2 separate regions of the Mus musculus genome follow, and region 2 is linked to region 1. The links are chromatin contacts, called in public HiChIP or PLAC-seq maps. All regions are on one chromosome and are shown on one strand. Each heading gives the region's core, a stretch centred on a gene start, on an enhancer-like site or on the middle of the called end of the contact. The rest is flanking DNA. Distances are from core to core; before and after follow the strand shown. Region 1 overlaps Gm41181 (a long non-coding RNA gene). Region 2 holds the start of Clu (clusterin).

Evidence for each region. HiChIP or PLAC-seq counts read pairs in DNA pulled down with a chosen protein or histone mark.
Region 2: an HNF4G HiChIP or PLAC-seq map of pancreatic cancer cells shows a contact between it and region 1. The contact joins the promoter of Clu here to the enhancer-like site in region 1. A contact is called at or near these places in 11 of 39 promoter capture datasets (the 3T3-L1 cell line, 3T3-L1-derived adipocytes, the HPC-7 cell line and 6 more), 15 of 484 Hi-C or Micro-C datasets (3T3-L1-derived adipocytes, the AML12 cell line, the G1E-ER4 cell line and 6 more), 18 of 115 datasets of contacts at active chromatin or transcription factors (the SCID.adh cell line, T-cell acute lymphoblastic leukemia, craniofacial prominence and 14 more) and 4 of 9 other capture datasets (adipose tissue, embryonic stem cells, liver and 1 more).

What each region holds. Positions count from the first base shown.
Region 1 is chr14:65,905,869-65,908,888 of GRCm38.p6, reverse strand. All of the region lies in intron 1 of Gm41181 (a long non-coding RNA gene), which reads right to left. Among named protein-coding and RNA genes, the nearest start is that of Gm41181, 4.3 kb to the right of the region's middle. Within about 2 kb of position 1,333, at least 18 of the 459 cell types and tissues checked have an H3K27ac peak or open chromatin away from gene starts, as enhancers often do. A contact at or near this core is called in the AML12 cell line, the G1E-ER4 cell line, extraembryonic endoderm stem cells and 2 more, where this site is marked.
Region 2 is chr14:65,967,046-65,970,089 of GRCm38.p6, reverse strand. Clu (clusterin) reads right to left here and starts at 1,607. Exons shown (of 9, transcript NM_013492.3): 1 at 1,402-1,607.

The DNA of each region.
Region 1 (3,020 bases), core at 84-2,583:
AGAACTCACTGTCTAGACCAGGCTGGTCTCAAAATCACAGAGATCCACTTGATTCTGACTCTCAGTGCTGGAATTAAATGTATGATCTACTATGGCAGGCTTAATTAATATGTTTTAAACTTGAATAGACTATACTATGTAGGGTGATAGAACTGTGAGACACAGGGTCTCATTGGAAGAAGTAGGTGACTGGGGTCATCCCCTATGTATAGGTTACTCTTCATTTTCAACGTGACTAGATTTGGAATTATCTAGGAGATACACATCTTGGTGTTTCTAAAGAGGGTAGAAATTTTGCCTGAATATGGACAGTGTCATTCAACAGACTGGGGTCCTTTACGAATAACAAAGAGAAGAGGAGGAAAGAAAAGAGCTGAATGTTGAGAATCCATCTCTATGCTTACTGACTGTAGTACAACAAGACCAGCTGCCTCTTTGTCCTGCCCCACCCTCACACTTGCCCCGTGCTTCCCTGCATGTACTCCCAAATTGTGAGCCGAAATAAACTCTTCAAGTCTACATTGCCAGATGTTTTGCCCTATAATGAGAAAAGTAACAAATACATCCTAGAAAGATGTATTCGTCCCTGGCCCCTTCACGCCGGTCTCCCTGCTTTCTGGCCGCCACGAGGGGAGCAGCTTTCCTCCACCACGCTGTTCTACCAGCCCAGGAGCACACTGCCCGGGGATCATGAACAGAAACCTCTGGATCTGTAAGGCAGAGTAAAGTACTTTCTTTAAGCTGTTTGTCTCCGGTATTACGTCACAGCTATGAACAACCGACTGATGTAATGCTGGACAGGGTTAGAGGAAACATGACGTGGTGTCTGGGGTTTGTCTTAGCGCACTCCACGAGGGAAGGTCAGCAACTTAAAACCGGCAGACCATTTATAACTGGGAAGCGGGGTGGCAAGCCCATGTGTGTTGGTTATCTGGTCTGTTTTGTGTCTTTGGGTTTATTTAAATTCTTCCATCATGGAACTCAAAAGATGAGAACAGCCGTGACAGTAAGAGTCACAACGGGAGCTTCTGAAAAACAACACAGGCAGTCTCTGCCTCCTTTGCTGTCCTGAAGCACCCCATCCCACCCCCAACCCCAACCCCGGGCACAGGGCAGCCTGCTGGTTAACTGTCCCCAGTCCACACCTTGGGCTTGTCCTCAGCTCCTCCCAGAATGCTCTTCCATTTTATTACTGAAGCCCACGTCAAATGCTGCCTGTAGCAGATAACTGTTGTACTGGTCTGCCAAGCATCCTTTTCTTACACTTCAGATATCAACACTGCTGCTCTACGGATAAACACTTTAAATAACATCATGTGGTTCACACAGGGCTGACCTCACCAACCACATTCCCCCCCAGAGGATAACAAGTGATTCAGGTCAGGCTGGTGATAACGCCTCAGTGACTGCACCATTGGGCATACGGCCAAGGCTGTCCATGAACAGCAGATTATCTCCCAGACTTACTGGAAGTATCAGATAAAGGACACCCGCTCCCCCCACCCCCTGCCCCCAGGTTTGCTAACTCTGGACTTCTTGAGGCTATTTGCTTCAGTCTCTAAGCAGAATCTGCCCAAGACAGAAGCCACCATACAGAACAGAGACATAGATATTGGTGCTTAGTGTGATCATACACAAAACCAAACAGGTCCCCATCTCAGTCTTGCAGTATATTAGCTAATAAATGACCCCTTTTGCCTGAGAAAGGAAAAACAGAGGTAGGACAATAAAGACGGTGTAGAGAAGAGGGATAAAAGATAGTGGTGGCAACGATGATGATAATGGTGGTAATGGAGATCATGGTGACGATGGTGAGAGTGATTATGGTGATGGTGGTGATGAAGGTGATGACCAACAGTGTTAGTGATTACAGAAAGAGAAAGAAAATGACAGAAATGGACTGACAGAGGAAGAGATGAAGAAAAGGGAGAGTTTACTCTTTGGGACCAAGAACAGGACAACCGAAGTTCCCGTCACCAGTGCTGCATTCATCAATGGAAGGAATACTTGTCAGATTCCAGAGACAAGGAAGAGAGAGATAGCCAAGGATACCAAGAGGCAGACTGCTGTGTGAGGTGCTTCTTGCCTCTTTTTTTCTGTGTTAATTCAGTCAGTCACTTCCCATTGCAATTTCTCATTATCGAGAACTGGATGCATCTAGTCTCTGTGTGGTTGCTATGTGCAGTCAGGGAATCTCACCCCTCCCTGTCTTATTTACTTTTGTTTCAAGGTGACAGGATACCTGGAGCACCCACAGTGGATGGGTGGATGGATGGATGGATGGATGGTGGATTGATGGACAGGTGGGTGACTCGTTCATTTTAGAACAGTTTCAAGGGGCTTCGTCAACCTCTGCTTGGTAGTACAGCTCAGCTTGTGGCGTGGGAACTGTATGGGTGACACCCCAGAAGACTTGTGAAGCAGGGCTCGAGATCAGTTTTAACCTTCCAGTCCTGCCCCTGGTGCTCTAGTTCCACCAGTCCGGCCCCTCCTCCTACAAGTCCCATAGCCTTCAGAATATTGCCACCAGCTGCTGAAGAAGCATTCAAATCAGGAACCTATTGGGGCATTTTAGATTTCAACCATGGTTTTGGTATTCTTACAGTCCATCTGGCTCCTCCTTAGCTCATGGTAGGCTGGCAAGGTGGCTTATCAGGTAGAAGTGCTTGCCGCCAAGCCTGATTACCTGAGTTCAATCCTTAGGACTCATGCAAGATGGAAGGAGAGAACTCTGACAAGTTGTCCTCTGACAGCCACACATGAACCATGGTCATCGCAAGAGCACCCACAGTGGATGGGTGGATGGATGGATGGATGATGGATTGATGGATGGATGGATGGATGGATGGATGGATGGATGGATGAAGGGATGGGTGGATGGATAGATGGATGAAGGGATGGATGGTGGATGGATGATTGGATGGATGGATGATGAAGGGATGGATAGATGGTGGACGGATAGATGGATAGATGGATGGATGGATGGATAGATGGATGGATGGATGAAGGGGTGGATGGGT
Region 2 (3,044 bases), core at 358-2,857, 61 kb before region 1:
AACGCCCAGACACCTGCCAGGCTCCCCAAGACACACTGCAAGCCAGTAGCCAACCCCCACCCCCACTCTCCACCCCCCAGGAAGAATGCAGCCCTCTGAAACCTCATTTTAATATTCTTTCCTTGACAATAAAAAGTCCTAAATCTCTCGGCCTTGGTTTCTTTATCTGTAAAATGGACCTGATACAGACCTCAAAGAAGCGATCCTCTATTCAGTAAAGCTAAGAACAGACTCCCTCTAGGTCTGCTGGTAATATGGACTCCGGGTCAGAATCTGCTAGTCTCCCAAGTTTCCCGGCGCTGTGGTGTTGTTGTTCCAAGGACAACGCTGCTCAGTTCAGCCCGCTGCCTTCCCTCTACACTGACTTACTTCCTGTCTTCTTTTGGAGGCTGGCCTACTGCCTGGCTGCCAACTACCCTGGGTGCATCAGCCCCACCAGGGCCAAGGACCTCCTTATCTAGTAGGAAAACATAGCCTCTCCCATTGTGGCGTATTTTCTCCATTTTTTTCCAATGCATTTTTATAAACCATCCCTTCATAGGTCCTGTTTTTAAATATTTTTAAAAGTCACACATTTGCTGCTGCCTAATATTCCATTGATTGACTACCATTTGCAGTTTGTTTTACTATTCTCACAGGGTCGGGCACTAAATTGTATGATCCTGTTAAGAGAACTTGTATAGACTCTTGAATTCCTAACTTCTTCCTTTAAAAACAGCACCAGCACCATTTTTAAAACTGGGCCCAGAAATTCTGGAAAAGCCAAAGGGCTTCAGTTTCTTATTCATATAACGTTTGGAGGCTGAGCCTCTAATGGTCTCCAGGCCTCAGATTACCATCTATAAAGTGATCCGGTGGGATCAGACGTCTCGGCCTGGTGGAGCATTTCTCTAAAGAACTGGATGAATGCAGTCAGCTCAGCAAAACGGGTCTGGATGTCTGCAGCACGTCTTTAAATACACAACATCTTATTTATTATGCGCTGTCCCAGGAACTGAAAGGGAGGTCCAAATGCAATGACTCATGCCCAAAAGACAACAGCCACTACAGAGATCCGCACCTAGTCGCGGCGCTGAGCCACTCGCACCCCTGCGCCTCCCGCATCGTACGGCAGGCTTCAAGCCTCAGTTTCCCCATTTTTGCAAAAGGAAGATCTTTGTATGTGGCCTATTGAACAGCTGTGAAATTGTGATCCGGATTAAAGAACACGGAGACTCCCGTGTCTGAGCCAGCGTGCACCCCCTACCCAACCCCATGCTCGGCTGTCTGGTGATGGGGCTCTAGTCACCTCCCACTTCCCCACGGCTGCGCCAGCTTTCCACCTAGCTGCTACCCTTGCCCTCCCATCCCTGCCGGTGTGGCTTCAGCGGCGCTGGGGTAGGAAAGGTGCAGCTGTCTCACCGGTCTGCGGCTTGGCTCCAGTGCGCTCCTCCTGGTGACGCGGGTGGTGAGCACCGGGGAAGCGCCCTATTTATAGCGCTCTGCTCAAGTACACCCCCTTTGGGGCTGGCTGCAAACCTGCGTGACTCACGCCCAGAGAATGCCGGAGAATGCACCAGGAGCTTTCTGGAAGCCTAGAGGTGGGGGTAAGAGGCGCAGCACCCAGCGGGGGGCACCAGGGGGCGCATGGGCATCACAAATGACCGCATTGGTTGCTGTAGGGCCCCTAAATTGGTGGCTCTAATCCCTGAGAGCTACCAAAAACCTCTCAATCAGGCCCCAACAGAAGAGTCTTAGAGGACAAGGAATCCACACACTACACTGGCCTGCTTCCAGCCCAGAACTGGCACAGGATTCCACCGCCCGACGCCCACCTTATTGCATGTTCATCTTCCACATCCTTCCACATCGTTCACTCCTTTTCTTTGCTCCCATTTTAATGGGAGAGTAACAGAAACATAGAAGATGGCGTAGGCATTGTGCTAGGGAAGAGTATACACGAAGTACTTGGCTCCCTAAACGCTGCACTGGGCTGCTTGCTGGTCCCTTGGCAGACAGATGGAGGAAACAGAAGCGGGTTAAGAATGAGACAATGATACATCAGTAATCCCGAAGGCCTCTGCTGTCCCTGAATTCGTAAAGCCTAAGCATGGCTCCCACGCACTTGGGACCCAGTCAAGCAGGGTGGGCTTCACTGCCTCTGGACCTAGGACCCTCACACCTGTTTTCAAGTATACTACCCCATTTTCTTAGGTGATAGAGCCAATGGTAAGGTGTCTATGTTTCTGTAAATAACTGCTCACCGCATGCTCCTGTGGGCAACACTAATGAAATTTATGAGAGGAAGAGAGAGAGAAGAGATAATGGGAGGAAGAAGAGGACAAAGAGGACACGAAAGAGAAATGAAGGAGGGGAATATATATATATGACTATGCCATTCTTAAACTCATTATGTATAATTAATATATACTAATTCAATTTTTTAAACAAAAACTACTTTGTCCCAGACTTGGAACTCACACTGGTTTCTGAACAAGGAGCCTATGGTGGAAGTTCTCCGTGGAGCCCTGCTGCTGAGTAGCTGGGTCTGTGACCAGAGGTGCTGAGAGGCACCCTAGCTGCTTTTTGCTGAGAACAGGGACACCTGTTATGGGCATCTCTGGGAAGAAGGGACAACCTAGAAGCCCCCACCATGCTACTTCTCGGGGGAGAAGCTGAGCTTCCCACTCTGAACCCTGGAACATCCGTGTATCAAATCCCAGCACTCGGGAGGCAGAGGCAGGCGGATTTCTGAGTTCGAGGCCAGCCTGGTCTACAAAGTTAAGTTCCAGGACAGCCAGAGCTACACAGAGAAGCCCTGTCTCGAAAAACCGAGAGAGAGAGAGAGAGAGAGAGAGAGAGAGAGAGAGAGAGAGAGAGAGAGAGCCTGGCATCCCCCTCAAGCTGTCGAGGAACCAATGTAGGTAACACAGTTTGGGTGGCAGGCCTTGAAAACTATGTAAAAGAAACAGACTTGAAGGAGAAATGTGTGGTCGAGGTCTGTTTCCCGTTCAGATCTTTAAAGGAGCAGCCATAGGGCCAGATTTCCATTTGCTCAAGGCCCA